Regions from separate parts of the Mus musculus genome. Here all the other regions are linked to region 1. A link is a contact called in public promoter capture Hi-C data. All regions are on one chromosome and are shown on one strand. The core of a region is the stretch at or near the end of the contact, and the rest is flanking DNA. Distances in the headings are between cores, read along the strand shown. Region 1 holds the start of Nr1d2 (nuclear receptor subfamily 1, group D, member 2). Region 2 holds the start of Thoc7 (THO complex 7). Region 3 holds the start of Atxn7 (ataxin 7). Region 4 holds the start of Psmd6 (proteasome (prosome, macropain) 26S subunit, non-ATPase, 6). Region 5 holds the start of Slc4a7 (solute carrier family 4, sodium bicarbonate cotransporter, member 7).

What was found. Promoter capture Hi-C pulls out the DNA fragments that hold promoters and counts their contacts.
Region 2: a promoter capture Hi-C map of pre-B cells shows a contact between it and region 1. The contact joins the promoter of Thoc7 here to the promoter of Nr1d2 in region 1. A contact is called at or near these places in 2 of 39 promoter capture datasets (cranial neural crest and pre-B cells).
Region 3: a promoter capture Hi-C map of pre-B cells shows a contact between it and region 1. The contact joins the promoter of Atxn7 here to the promoter of Nr1d2 in region 1. A contact is called at or near these places in 2 of 39 promoter capture datasets (the HPC-7 cell line and pre-B cells).
Region 4: a contact with region 1 is called in a promoter capture Hi-C map of pre-B cells, with 3 times the contacts expected there. The contact joins the promoter of Psmd6 here to the promoter of Nr1d2 in region 1. A contact is called at or near these places in 2 of 39 promoter capture datasets (liver and pre-B cells) and 1 of 484 Hi-C or Micro-C datasets (CD4 T cells).
Region 5: a contact with region 1 is called in a promoter capture Hi-C map of pre-B cells. The contact joins the promoter of Slc4a7 here to the promoter of Nr1d2 in region 1. A contact is called at or near these places in 2 of 39 promoter capture datasets (cranial neural crest and pre-B cells) and 1 of 484 Hi-C or Micro-C datasets (rod photoreceptor).

What each region holds. Positions count from the first base shown.
Region 1 is chr14:18,237,795-18,240,490 of GRCm38.p6, forward strand. It overlaps Nr1d2 (nuclear receptor subfamily 1, group D, member 2), which reads right to left and starts at 1,312. Exons shown (of 8, transcript NM_011584.4): 1 at 1,017-1,312. The coding sequence starts at 1,032.
Region 2 is chr14:13,959,997-13,962,692 of GRCm38.p6, forward strand. It overlaps Thoc7 (THO complex 7), which reads right to left and starts at 1,317. Exons shown (of 8, transcript NM_025435.3): 1 at 1,189-1,317. The coding sequence starts at 1,207. It also overlaps a transcript of Atxn7 not described here.
Region 3 is chr14:14,011,118-14,013,813 of GRCm38.p6, forward strand. Atxn7 (ataxin 7) reads left to right here and starts at 1,374. Exons shown (of 12, transcript NM_139227.4): 1 at 1,374-1,633; 2 at 1,956-2,252; 3 at 2,470-2,538. The coding sequence starts at 1,967.
Region 4 is chr14:14,119,645-14,122,340 of GRCm38.p6, forward strand. Psmd6 (proteasome (prosome, macropain) 26S subunit, non-ATPase, 6) reads right to left here and starts at 1,301. Exons shown (of 8, transcript NM_025550.3): 1 at 1,095-1,301; 2 at 343-548. The coding sequence starts at 1,239.
Region 5 is chr14:14,701,724-14,704,419 of GRCm38.p6, forward strand. Slc4a7 (solute carrier family 4, sodium bicarbonate cotransporter, member 7) reads left to right here and starts at 1,302. Exons shown (of 26, transcript NM_001360504.1): 1 at 1,302-1,557. The coding sequence starts at 1,510.

The DNA of each region.
Region 1 (2,696 bases), core at 62-2,561:
AACATATGTTAGAACTGCGATGGTTTTTAAAAGTGCAAAGAACTCAAAATATTCAAAATGAAAACTTCATTTGCTTCAGGTATAAGGGTCATCACTGCGGTCGACTAAAGCGAAGCGAGGAAGGTTAGGTATTATATGACCATGTCTTTTGGGGGTTCAAAGTCAGTCCTGAAAACAAAAGGGGTTATTTTGTTCTTTGGGCATTTTGAGTGAGGATCTCACACAGTAGCCCATGCTTGCTACTTTCTGCCGCCATCTGCCTCAAACTCTTGGGCGCGAAGCTAAAACGTTTTTAACGTAAATAAAAGTTTTACGTAAGGTTCTGAAATCCTAGATCACCAGTCCTCAGATCAGAGCGAGCTGCGAGCAGAAAAGCCCCTCCCCTCCCCTCCATGCTTAAAAGGACTTCTAGGCTAAGTCCCCCTGGAAGCGAATTGCTCTGTACACGCTGTCCATCCGGAAGGTGCTGCGCGACTCCCGCAAGACTCTGAGCGAGAACGACCTACGCACTCCCTGTCTAGCAAGGTCAGCCCTGCCGGGGTCACCCGGGGACGCGCAGGCTGCCGCGCGCACTGCGGCGGGACCAGCGCCGAACTTGCGGCGGATGCGCATGCGCAGCGGGCCCCGCAGTGGGCAACAGCGGGAGACCCGGGACCGAGGCCACGTCACGGCGGAGGCCCCGGGGGCGGGGCCTCGCGCAGACTATGGGCTCCCCCCGCGGCACCGCCCCCACGTGTTCCTCCGGCCCCGGGTAATGTGGGTCGCCCCGCGGCCTCACGTGTCTCCGCCCGCCACCACCCAGCTCGCATTATGTAATGCTGCGTCACTCGCCCGCGCAGCCAACCAGCGCCCGCGCCGCCGAACGTAAACACACCGTGCACGTGGCCAGTGCGGCAGGGCCATGTGAGGGGGGCGTCCGGCGCGCGGGGAGCCCGAGTGCGGGATCCCAGCAACCCCACGCGAGATGGACGCACAGACACGCATCCCTGACCCCCGAGCCTCCCTCCTACATTTACCTGCGTTCAGCTCCATGGCGCTGGACAGGGTGCGGCCCTCACCGCGCCGCCCGGGACTGCAGGCGGTGGCGCTCGCGGGCCCACATCATGAGCACCGGGTGCGGGCGGCTCCTGGGGGCCGCACGGCACAAGCGCGGCACAGCAGTTTCCTGTGGCAGGGCTCGGCAGCGGGCACGGCAGCTGACCTGGAGGGCTCCTCGACCATGTGATCCGCGCACACCCCCCTCCTCCGCCGCCGCCGGCGGTGCGGTGACTCCGCCCGCTCCTCCTCCTCAGGCCGCCCGCTCCTCCTCTCCTCGACTCTCCCGCTCCTACCCTTGGCTCCGCCCACTTCCTCTATACAGGCTCCGCCCCCAACGAGCGGTCCTGACCTCTTCTTCCAATCCGTGGACCCACCAGCCCCTCCCCAGACACGCCCTCTCCTTTTCCCTCCATTCCTTACACTCTGGCTCTGGACTTTCCCTTCTCCCGGCTCCGCCCCCTCTGTTTGGATACGTCTCTCCCTGGACTTGGCCCGTCGGCCCCGTCCCCTCCCGTTGCTCCTGTTCAAGCCTCGCCCCTCTGCCATGCCGGGCCCGGCCTTCCTCCCAGCACCGACCCCGCCCACTTCACCTCACCCCCCTCCCTCCTTCCCAGCCTGTCTCGCAGCCGCTTATCCCTTGCCTGCAGATCTCCCGCTGCTAGAGGTTGTTTGCTCCCTCCTCCCTAGCACAAGCCAATCTGGTCACCTCCATGGTCCCACATGGTTACTGCCGCCAAGCTTTCCAGGACTCTGAGCTTGACTGGCGTCTCCTGCCCAACGCTCTCAACATCTAGCTTCCGGAGTCAACCCTTCATTTTCCTATCACCTTAGGTGTTTTATCCAGGCTCATCACCTAAATAAACCTGTGTTGTGGTGATCCTCACATTCACATTTCCAGCGAAAATCTCAGCTCTGGATTCCCATATCCATCAGCGGGTTAGGAATGTCCCTTGACCTCTCTCTCATTTAGGATGTGTACATGCATTTTTAGAACTCAGCAAAAGTATACTACAGACTGGTGCATTTCACCTTGCATGTAAATTTTCTAGCAAACTGAAAATGGAAACAAATTAGATACGTGCTTGAGGTGAATCCAGGAAGATGTGCTTTAAGGTATATATTTTAAATGAGCTAACAGATATTGGCACCGATAGGACAGTTTATATGAAATTTTAGGCTTTGGGTATGACCGTTGCAAAATGCATCCCAGTTTGCCCAGGAATATTTAGGTATAGAATGTTGGAGCATGTCGTAAGATAGACAAGTTTACATGTGAACATTTCCCCACTTTCCACCAATAGCAATCTTTTCTGTTAGCTAATCAGCCTGAAATCAGCAATTTAAACGTTTCTAACAGGCGAGAAATCGCTGCTTTTTATACTCTATTTCATCCTTAGCAAGTTGAGCTAGACTACCCTCACAATACCTCTGCTGTTCTCCCCCCAAACACATCTGGGGTGGGAGCCATGGCTGTGAGTCTAGATCCGGTCTAGCCTGGGCTGCTGCAACAACTCTGGAGTCGGCTCCAACAGTCTTTTCTCCCCAGCAGTTATTTTTAAAACAGTAAATAGACCCTATGACTCTGCCTCAACACTGAAAAACTCCACGGTCTTCCCCTAATCTGCTCAGCTGAGTAAGAACTCTGCCCGGGTCTCATA
Region 2 (2,696 bases), core at 67-2,566, 4.3 Mb before region 1:
TTGAATTTCTTTCATCATTTTGGCAAGTGGTTGGTCACTTGTAATTCCAGTTTTAAAACACCTATTTACCCTTCAAAGGAAGGGGGAAAGCAAATTTGTCAAGTTTTCTAATCACCAGTAGAAAGACCACCTCAGTTCAATTCCCAGGACCCATCTGGTGGAAGTGAAGAAGTGACTTCAGCAAGTGTCCTCTGACTGCCACTCTAGTAGGGTGGCCTGCCTGGGGGAGGGAGGGAGGCAGAGACAGCTCAAAGAGAGGCAGGCAGGCGCGCGCGCGCGCACACACACACACACACACACACACACAGCCACCCTACCAATTTTTAATGTTTACAGCCACTGCAGACGTATAAGAGGAAACACCTTTACCTGCTGCTTCTGGGTATCAAACGTGTTCAGTAAAGTATTGCCTAGAAGTAAGCTAAGTACTTCCTGAATAAATTAAACTCGAATTAAAAAAAAACAAAACCAAGGTTAAAATCCCCCCTACCAAGTTCCGAGGCCTTTATTTATACCCACATCGGTATTTCCTCGGCCCGTCCTCAAATTTGGGCCGATCGTTGTTCATTTCTGGAAGTCCCCTGTTTCTCCACTGGGATCCATAGCTATTGATCAGCCCATCAAACAACATCAAGCCACCGGAACCTTTCTACCAAAGCGGGTACCTTCTCAGTTCCTGCTCCAGTTGCCTATCGTGTCAGTCCATCCTTCTCCCAAACGCGCTCTTATTTCTGCTCTCAGCCCACAGACATCTACTGTCCACCATCCATCACTCCTAATCCACTCAGGCCAACAACTCACCCGCTCCAACATGCCTTCCTTTTGTTGCCGCGGTCCAAGCCGCCGGCCTCTTCCCATGCTGGCGCCTTACCTTGTAAGTCGCCCAGATACACTTCCCGACCGGCCCTCCAGACACCCCTGTTCCTCTTAGCCGCCGTCCCCAGCTCGGGGTCCTCACTCCACCGCCCTCCGAGCTCCTGCGCTCCCTGGGGCCCGCCGCGCTGCCCGTGGGCCCGACCCAGCCCGGCCCGGGAAGCCCCCCAGGCGGCCCCCTCGGGGCACTGCATCGCCCGGGCCGAGCGAGCCGCCCTGCGCCTCTCCCCGCCGCGCACCGCCCCGGGAGCCCCCCACCCCAGACGGCCCGGATCCCGGCGCTGCCCCGCGTCCCCGCACCCGCCGAGGCCTCACCGTCAGTCACGGCTCCCATGGCGTGCGCGGCGGCGGCGGCGGCCGAGCTGAGGCGGCGGTTGGCGGCGAAGGTCAAACTCCCACAATGCAGCCGGGTAAACAGTCATGGAGGAGGAGGCGGCGGCGCCCGCCGCCCTCTCCGACTTTTGAGTCGCGCCGGCGCGCGCGCCGCGCCGCCGCGGACCCGCGCTCGCCGCTCTCCTGGGGCGCGGAGCGGCCGGCGGGTGAAGGGCGAGACGGGCGGCGGGAGGGCGGGCGGCGGCGGCTGGGCCCGGGGACACCGCCGTCCCGCCCTGCCCGCGCCCACAGGCCGCCCTGGAGGCCGCGGCCAGCCGCCAGGTGAGCTTCGGGCTGCGCGCGCTCGCGGGGCTCCGCGCCTGACGCTCCAGGTGACCTCTGTCCCGGGCTGCCCCGACCGTGCGCTCCGGTGGGACGGGGGCGCGGCCACTGCCGCCGTGGGTCTCGAACCCGTATTCTTGAGGCGGGCGCGGCAAGCCATCCTCCCTTCCTGAGCTCTGGCGGGTGCTGGCGAAGCGGGGGAAAGAAACTTGGTCACCTGTCTGGGGAGCGTCACTCAGGACCCAGGGCTCAGGTCCCTCCGGTTCTCACCTCTCATCCAGTTCTCCCTCGCTGCTGGAATCCAGATGGGGTGCCTTCATTTTCATACTAACTTTGCTTTTCAAAAACTGCTTCTTAAAGGGAAGTTGAAAGTAGGTGTTGGGGGTGGGGGTGCTGCTCATTGCAAACACATTACTTGGGGGTGCGGAGTACACATTTCTAGAACACACTGCAGGTTATAGTGTCATCTCTTCTGAAAAATGAAATAAACCACCCCCCTCCCGGGGGGGGGGGGGGAGTCGGGCAGTGAATGCGCTCGCCTTTAGTCCCAGCACTTGGAAGGCAGAGGCAGGCAGTCGAGGCCAGTCTGGTCTACAAAGTGAGTTCCAGGACAGCCAGGGCTACACAGAGAAACCCTGTCTCGAAAAACAAAAAACAAAACAAAACAAAACAAAAAAACAAAACAAAACAAAACAAAACAAAAAATCATTTTGATTCAACATTGAGGAATGTTCTCCTAGTGGAACCATGTTCCTGTTGAGAGTTGATTTGACCTCCAACAGGGTAGAGTTTGACTTTATAACCCAGGTTTTTGTTTATCAGTTTTCATGATCCCAATCCCTTGAACCTTCAGATCCTGCATAAGGCAATGGTGTGGGGTCATTTTTTGGTTGTTGAGATTTCTTAAGTGGGATCCATGCATCGGCCCTGTGTTCCCTCAGTTCTTTCTAGCGGAAGACTTGGGATCATTCAAGGGAGGTGGTTTTTAACCTCTAGGCAGAACTATGTATGGGTCAAATACAGTATCTACTTTTGTCACAAAGGCAGAAATTACCCTGAATGAAGATTTTGAAGCATAAATGACCTCTTCCAAATGTGGAACTGCTCGCTGACTTTTTGAAAGAGTACTGGTCTAAAGGCTCCTCCTAACTTGGACTTTGGACCATGTT
Region 3 (2,696 bases), core at 124-2,623, 4.2 Mb before region 1:
TTTAGATAAATTTTAAAAAATATGTAACTGCCCTGCATGGATACAGTATTTATTTATTTTTATTTATTTATTTATTTATTTATTTATTTAATTTTTTGGGTTTTTCGAGACAGGGTTTCTCTGTATAGCCCTGGATGTCCTGGAACTCACTCTGTAGACCAGGCTGGCCTTGAACTCAGAAATCCGCCTGCCTCTGCCTCCCAAGTGCTGGGATTAAAGATGTGTGCCACCATGCCAGGCTCAGTTTTTAAATTAAGGAAAATATATTCCAAACTTCAGTTAGTTGAATCTGTATGTAGGTGTATAGCCTGAGTGTTCAAAAAGCAACTGTCCTTTGATAAACACTCAGCAGATTCCTTTTTGGATTTCTTGGTGTGCAATCCAGTGGGGGGGGGGGACCCTATAGACACATTTCTAAATGTGTCTCACAGAAATTGTGTTTCTGCTTTATTTATTTAAGACAAGCTCTTACTGTGTTTCTCAGTCTCACCTGTATTACGATGCTGCACACTTGCTTCAGCCTCCCAAACACTGGGGACTCTGGGTGCATACCACACCCAGCTCAAGCTTTTAAACTTGCACCTATGTCAAACCCCTTCTCCAAGTCCTGGCTTTAATATATTATGGAAACATTTTCATATGCACTTTTGCGTTCATTTTAACATTTGAAAGGTTTTTTGTACTTCAACAGAGATGTTGGTCACATCTGTCTTACTAAATATTTGCCCCCCCCCCCAAAGCCAACAGATAATAGCAGCAAGTCGAGAAAGCTCACCTCTTCATACAGTCCCAGAAGGCACCTGTAAGCCTGAGGCTCTGAGCAGGCTAAAAAGATGCTGCTTTACTGAAATGAGATAACAGCTTAATAGGAACTAAAGGCACCCTGTGGTGGTCCACTCCTGTGCTTTACTTGTTTGATGGTCGGGGAGGGGGTGACTGTATGTGCTAGTGCTTATTAATTTGTGATCCAAATCTGACGAACGTCTGGTATATTCCTTAAGCCATGGGGGTCTCATCGGATTCTAGGAAAGACAGCCATAAATAGTGAGAGACTAACAACCCAACTTTAAAGTGATACACTGATTTTGTAGCTTCCTTCTTGCTGGAGAAGAAATTCAAGTTCGCAGGACACAGTGTGACCTTCAGTTGTGGGCACTCAAGTGCACGTTCCTGGCTGGCCAAGCAGCAGGGGCTCGATGCGGACGCCTGGGCTAACACCTGGGCGGCATTTTCACACCTGCCACTGGCAGCTTTGGTTTCTGGGCGTCCGCACAGTGGCTGCTTCCCATTCATGCTCCAGCTACTGTGCAGCCTCCCGCGAGCCCAGAGCGAATTGCTGGTGCCCGGGGCTCCGGAGGGAGGGCCTGGGCGACGCTTTCGTTACTGCGCCGGGGCCGACCGGCAGGCTCTTCCATAGGTGGCTGCGTTTCCGACTTCGCCCTGGCTCCACTCCGGGGGCTTGACGTGCAAACTTCGCCGGAGCGAGCAGAGAGGGAGGGACCGGCGAGGGGGAGGAGGCGACAGGAGGCGCCTCCGCTTAAGGGAGCCGGCCGGGCGCCGCCGCTCGGACGGACGCGCGGACGGAAGGAAGGAGCGGGGCTGCCGGCTGGGCCGGGATGCGAGCGCCCGCAGGGTGGGCAGCCGCGGGCCGGGGCGCAGGCAGGCCTGAGGTCGCGGCAGTTCGGCTCCGGGCGCTGGCCTCCCGAGCCGGGCCCGGCAGGGCGGCCAGCGCCGCAGTGGCAGCCGCAGCCGGCGCCCTACGAGGGCCGCGGGAGGCGAAAGCGAAAGCCGGTGGCGCCGCGGACTTTGCGCCCGGGCGGGGAGGCGGGCGGCGGCAGGGGCCGGGGGCTGACAGCACCGCGGGCCTGCGGGCCGCGCACGCCGCCGGAACTCCGCGGAGCCTCCTTAAAAGCGGCCCCCGCGCCACTCTTTTCCCCCTTTTTGTTACATTGTAGGAGCGGAAAGAATGTCGGAGCGGGCCGCGGATGACGTCAGGGGGGAGCCGCGCCGCGCGGCGGGCGGAGCAGCGGCCGCCCGGCAGCAGCAGCAGCAGCCACAGCCTCTGCAGCCCCAGCGGCAGCACCCGCCGCTGCGGCGCCCACGGGCGGAGGACGGCGGCACCGGGGACACCACCACCTCGGCCGCCGCCATGGCGACGGTTGGGGAGCGCAGGCCCTTGCCCAGTCCCGAAGCGATGCTGGGACAGTCGTGGAATCTGTGGGTGGAAGCTTCCAAACTTCCTGGGAAGGATGGTGAGTGTCCACGCCTCCTGGTTCCCCCCGCCCCCCCGCCCCCCTCCTCTGGCCCCGATCCCCTCCCCCGCGCCGTGTCCTGTGGCCGCCCCCACGGGGGTCAGAGATGCTATCTTCTGCTGGGTGCCCACACCTACCCGGAGCGTGCGTGAGCGTGCGTCACACTCCTAGCCACTGACCTGCCTCTCCCCTCCTCCTGTGTGTGTATATCTCCTAGGGACCGAATTGGATGAAAGTTTCAAGGAGTTTGGGAAAAACCGCGAAGTCATGGGGCTCTGCCGGGAAGGTGAGTCCAGCCCCCCTGGTGGAGTTTGTACCCAACCTTGGGGAAGTTTTCTTGTTGCTTCAGCCCACCTTCCCTGCTTGCCACATTGAGGTCTCTGCTGAAGAGGATGGAAGAGGGTGGGTAGAACATTTAGGAAGAAATCTCATTTCTAGGGGCTC
Region 4 (2,696 bases), core at 51-2,550, 4.1 Mb before region 1:
TTTTTAATGACACAGTAAGGAAGACTAACGCACACCTTGCTCTGTTAAGAGCAGGGAATTGGGTGCTGCAACATTGTCATGTATCTACTGTTCCTGTACTGACTCTTCAGTACAGGTAAATATGATTATCCTTCCAGTTAAAACAGAAAGATTCTCTTATCCAGTGAGATATTACTCATTTGCACTGATGTACAACATTGGTCTGTACCTCCAGAAAATAGGGAGCACCTCTCATCTGCAGAGCGGGCAGGGCATCTCACTGACCCTGTCACCTACCCAGAGCGGGCAGGGCATCTCACTGACCCTGTCACCTACCCAGAGCGGGCAGGGCATCTCACTGACCTTGTCACCTATCTGACAGAGGTACTCTGCTTTTGCCATCATTGCATCTCGAATTTCACTTTCTCCCAGATTCTTCTCTGCATCCTCCAGCTCCTCATCCAAACGTTTCAACTCTTCTTCGTTTGCTTTCTTCATTTTACTCAGGAGATCCACGTCCATCTGCCAGTCGAGGGATTTACACAAGGCTTCATAATAAGGAGCCATATCTAAAAGCCACAAATCACGCATTATGAGGTATCCTGTTAGCTTCTGCTCGCTTTTCCCACCCCACCGAAGGTCAGCTAGCAGACGCCTCCCAACTATGGGCCTGGGTAGCACGGCTAAGGTTTGAAGCTGGGAGCCTGCTTGAGAGCCGATCTTAGCAGGTCTGATCGCGACTAAGGCCAAGGGGAAGGGAATCGAATCCTCAGTTTGCTCTGGTCGGCTCCTGTTCCAAAGGAGTCCTCATGTCAGGGAAAGGACACCGATTCGACTCGACTACTAGGGACAGAACCCTGACTGTCCCTTGGCCGGCAGCTAAACACCGACAGGCATCACTAAAGCCGCGGCGCCTTTGCCGGGAGTCCAGCCGCGACAAGCACCCGAGGCTTCCCTGGACGTCTCGCGGCGGGGAAGAACCCACTAAGGCAAGCAAGCCCCTCTCGGGTCCAGGAGGCCTCCCTAGGGGTCTCCATGAAGCCTCGACCGGAGACGCCCGCCAGGCACCCCGACCGCCCCGCCTAGGCCGCTGACTCGGCGCTCGCTGGCCTCACTGTTTTCCCGGACGGCCGCCATCAACTCCTCGCGCACCGCCGCGTCCCCGCGGTGCTCCGGCAGGCTAAGCAGAAACCGCAGCTGCGCGATGCGCAGGTCGGGGTTCTTGGGCAGTCCCTCTTCTTCTAGGTTTTCTAGCGGCATGGCTACAGCACAGGAGCCGGCTGACAGAACCAAGCACAGCCCTGGGCCACCAGCGGAAGCAGGAGGAGTCGTCACAGGTTCCCCAGAGCCGCCAGTCTGACTTCCGGTCGCGTCTCTGGCTCCGCCGCCCGCAGCGTCCCCTGCTGGACATCGGCGGGAGCACCTGGCGCTGTCCCCTTTTTCTTTAGGTCAGAGTTGGGCCCAACTTTCATTTCTTGAGTATCTTTTTTTCTTCCTTTTTATATAATATTTGCAACGGATAGGATCTGGAAATCCGCCAACAGTTTTAAAATATAACACAGATGAGAAAAACAATAAAAACAGTTTTCCAGGGACATCTTTGTTTCAATACTCTTGAACTAGGGAGAGATTCTTTTGGTCCAGATTGTAGACAAACAAACTGGAACATAGCGAGATTTGAAAAGTGGCCAGCTAAGGTTACACACCAGCTACATGACAAGGCCTGTGTAGAACCTATCTTCCTTACATTTAAAATCCACATTCTTCCCTATTCTAAGAAAAGAGTACCCCGTGTTTCCAATTATTAATTCAGTGATTTACATTATTTTTGTGTGCACATGTTGGAGGAGTCTTCAGAATGGGTAATGGTCTATAAATCCTACTGTGTGACACAATGAGAAATGTCCCACTGAGTTTCAATATTTGACCACATGGTCCCCATTGGTGGTGCTGTTTGGACACCTTAAGGAACCATAAAAAGGTGTAAACCCTGCTTTAGGCAGTCGCTCACTGGGGTAGGTTTGAGAATTTCTGACCTCACCCCATTTCCAATTCTTTCTATGTTCTCTCTGTGTGGTTGAAGATGTGATCTCCCAGGTTCTTGTTCCAGCCTGTTTCTATGCCCCTGCCACTACTAAGGACTCTCAGAAAGTGCAAACCAAATTAGACTCATGAGCTGCTTTGGTCATGGCGTTTTATCACAGCAAGAAAAAGTAACTAGTAAACCCACTGCACGGACTTTCTGTCCTTTGCTTTTGTTAGGCCCTGCAATTGTGATGACTGTAATCTGCTACCCCGAGAGAATCTCAACACAGAGACTTATCTTACCACAGAGACTTAAAGCCAGGATTTGCATCTCAGTTGTTGAATTCCTACTAGAAGTTTACCTTTGAACACAAGCTCAACTTCTACTGCAGTGGATCTTTTATGCTGGCCCAAAATTCTTCTGGGTTCTGAAATATGATGTCCCATGAAGGATGTGTGGATCCAGGTATCACACTCTATGTGATGGTTACCATATGTCTGACTTTTGGAACAGTACAACACAAGGATGTGCTAGAATTGGTGCTATTTTATGTTATCAGAATGTTATAACTTTGTATGGAAACTGATCATCAATCCTTTCAAGAAAGATTCTGTAGGAAGCATCCTAAGACATTCATGAATGGGTTTAGGGCAAGAGGAACTAGAGCTTTAAATCAAGCCCAGTATAGAGA
Region 5 (2,696 bases), core at 52-2,551, 3.5 Mb before region 1:
TAATGTGCTCATGAACTCCTAAAGGCCTTGTGTCCTAAATACCCAACACCATTGCATTGGGGATTAAGTTTCCAATACAGTTTTTTAGGGGACACAGTCAAATCACACACAAATATACTTTATAGTATTGTGTGGATTAAAGAGGGGCCATATTTGCAAAATGTCACTGTCTGTAATTCTAGATCTTTTCAAATGGTAGCTGTTATTAATGGAAGCACACCTGTTCTTGGACAGTCGTGTGTGAGCCTGCCCTGTACCTCTCTGGGAAATTTAGAACAAAGCCAGGAGGGGTCTGGGACCCAAAGCAGTACCCAGTACACTTTGCTATTTATTGATAATGGGTTAGGGATGAGTCTTGACCTGATGATAAGTATTTCCTTTCATAATCGAATTTAGATTTTCTCAGCTCAACCTTTTATTGTCTTTTTTTTTTTTTTTTTCTTGAGACAGGGTTTCTCTGTGTAGCCCTGGCTGTTCTGGAACTCACTCTGTAGACCAGGCTAGCCTAGAACTCAGAAATCCTCCTGCCTCTGCCTCCCAAGTGCTGGGATTAAAGGCGTGCGGCACCACTGCCCGGCTCTTTTATTGTCTTTATCAACAACCTGTTAACAATAGTGATAAGCACACCACAAGTGACACACCTTCACAGAGGGACAGAAATGTATTTAATCCTTCAATGTCCATTTGTGATGGAGACCATCACCTCCACACCCAGGTAGATAGTAGACAAGCACCCTACCTATAGGGTCGACCCAAGAGTGGGACAGGTTGTGGAACTAGGCCAGTGCAGGGAGTGCACTAGGCAAGTTGCTAAATGTATCCCCTCTTTTACAGGGTCCACGATAGAGTTACCTCTAGGAGAGAAACTTGCAGAGGCAGAGAATGAATCTGGCGTCGTCCTGTTTCTCTCCTGCTTGTAAAACACGTGGTGAGGAGCTGAATGGGGTGATGACCCCATTCCACTTCGAAAGTCTGTAGAACTTCCGATTCGAAAAACCGAGTTCCACTCTCAGCCTCGGTCAATTAAGTCTTTACAAAGAGGGGCGGGGCCTCCGGGAAACTGACCTGGGGGGCGGGGGAGGCGACAGACCCTTCCGAGCTGCTGATTGGCTGATACGAATGTCTGTCTTCTTTTGTCTCCGCCCTACCTCCAAGCCCCTTAGCCACTGGAGGCGGTCGCTCGACGCCGGACCTGGTGCCTAACAGGCAGGGGGCGTGCTCCGGGGGGGGCGTGCCGGAGCGCGCCCCGCCCCCGCCCCCGCCCCCGCCCCCCAGCCCCGCCCCCCGCCCCGCCCCCGCCCGGGCGCCGCTGCCTCCTCCGCGCCGCGTCCTCTGCCCGTCTCAGTCCTCGCGGCACGCCGTTGCCTCTCTCTCCCGGAGAACGTCCCGCGCTCGCAGCGGTCGCCGCACTCCGGGGCCAGCTCTCGGCGGCCAGCGCTCCGCACAGGGTCTCCCTCCGCGTGCCCGTCTCTGCTGCGGTCGCGGCCTCTCAGAGCTCCGGGGCGGGCCATGGAGGCAGACGGGGCCGGCGAGCAGATGAGACCGCTACTCACGCGGGTAAGGAGCGGGGAGGCCGAGGCCCGCAGACAAAGGCGGCGTCGCGGCGGGGCTGCCGGCGGCCTATGCTGGCGGCCGCGCGCCGCCGTCGCCTTTGTGTGGCGGGGGTCGCAGGGGACGGCCGGCTTCGAGCCCTCGGGGACGCCTCTCCCGAGGACGCGTGTCCGCCGCCGCAGTGCCCGGCTCTCAGACGCGCGGCTCCGGGAGCCGTGTTCTCCCGCCGCGTGGACGCTGCCGTCCTTCAGCCCAGGCTGCTGTTCCTGCCGCCGCCGCCGCCTTCAGCCTGTGGCCGGAGTCGGGACCGGCCGTCGGGGCCGGCGCTCTGTGGCGTGTTGGGTCGCAGGCCCAGGAGAAGCACCGTGAGTGCAGTGTCCTCCTCCGGGCTCCATAGAAAGAGAATGGACCGAGAGAGACCCCAGTGCTCTGCGCCGCGCGTCCCCAGTCCAGCCGATCCCGCTTTCCCAGTGCAAGCAGCCTGAGTAAGGGCGGACTTGGGACGCGCAGAAACTGGGCTCTCATTTAAACGGGGGAGGGGGCGGGGGGCACACAAGTGGCCCGTTCTCTAGAAACAGGAACGTGTATGTGCCCTACAGAAGAAACTGCTTTCTCCTTTCAGAGTCTCTGACTCAAAGGATGTGGTGGTACTAATTTTCCTACTTCCAATTTTTACTCTGACCAGTGAAATGGGAGGGAAGGTTGCAGGGATGAATTTTCCAGTCTTTTCAAAACAAGGAAAAGGACATTTTGCCGGTTTTTTTTTTTTTTTTTTTTTTTTTTTGGTAGAATTTTCCTTAAGGCTCCCTCCTCTCGTTACTTTAAAAGTTATTGTGGAGGCCGTGGGCGGTGATCATTCATTACTTCACAGTATTCAAATATAAACTCTTTAAATATAAAGGAAAACTTCGGTCTTAAGACTGTGAAGTTCTGTAGTGGTTATGGGTTTGATGGGTCACAGTGATGAAGTACTGGAAACTCCTTAGGATTCTTTTTATGGCCTTTGAATGAACCTTCAGGACCTTCTCCAAGACTATCTGTCAAATACACTGTTGCTTGTTCTTAACCTTATTTGCACATTTTCAGCTGAACAGTAAACAGTATCAGTTTTCATAAACCTGGGTAAAAATGTTGTATTCTCTATC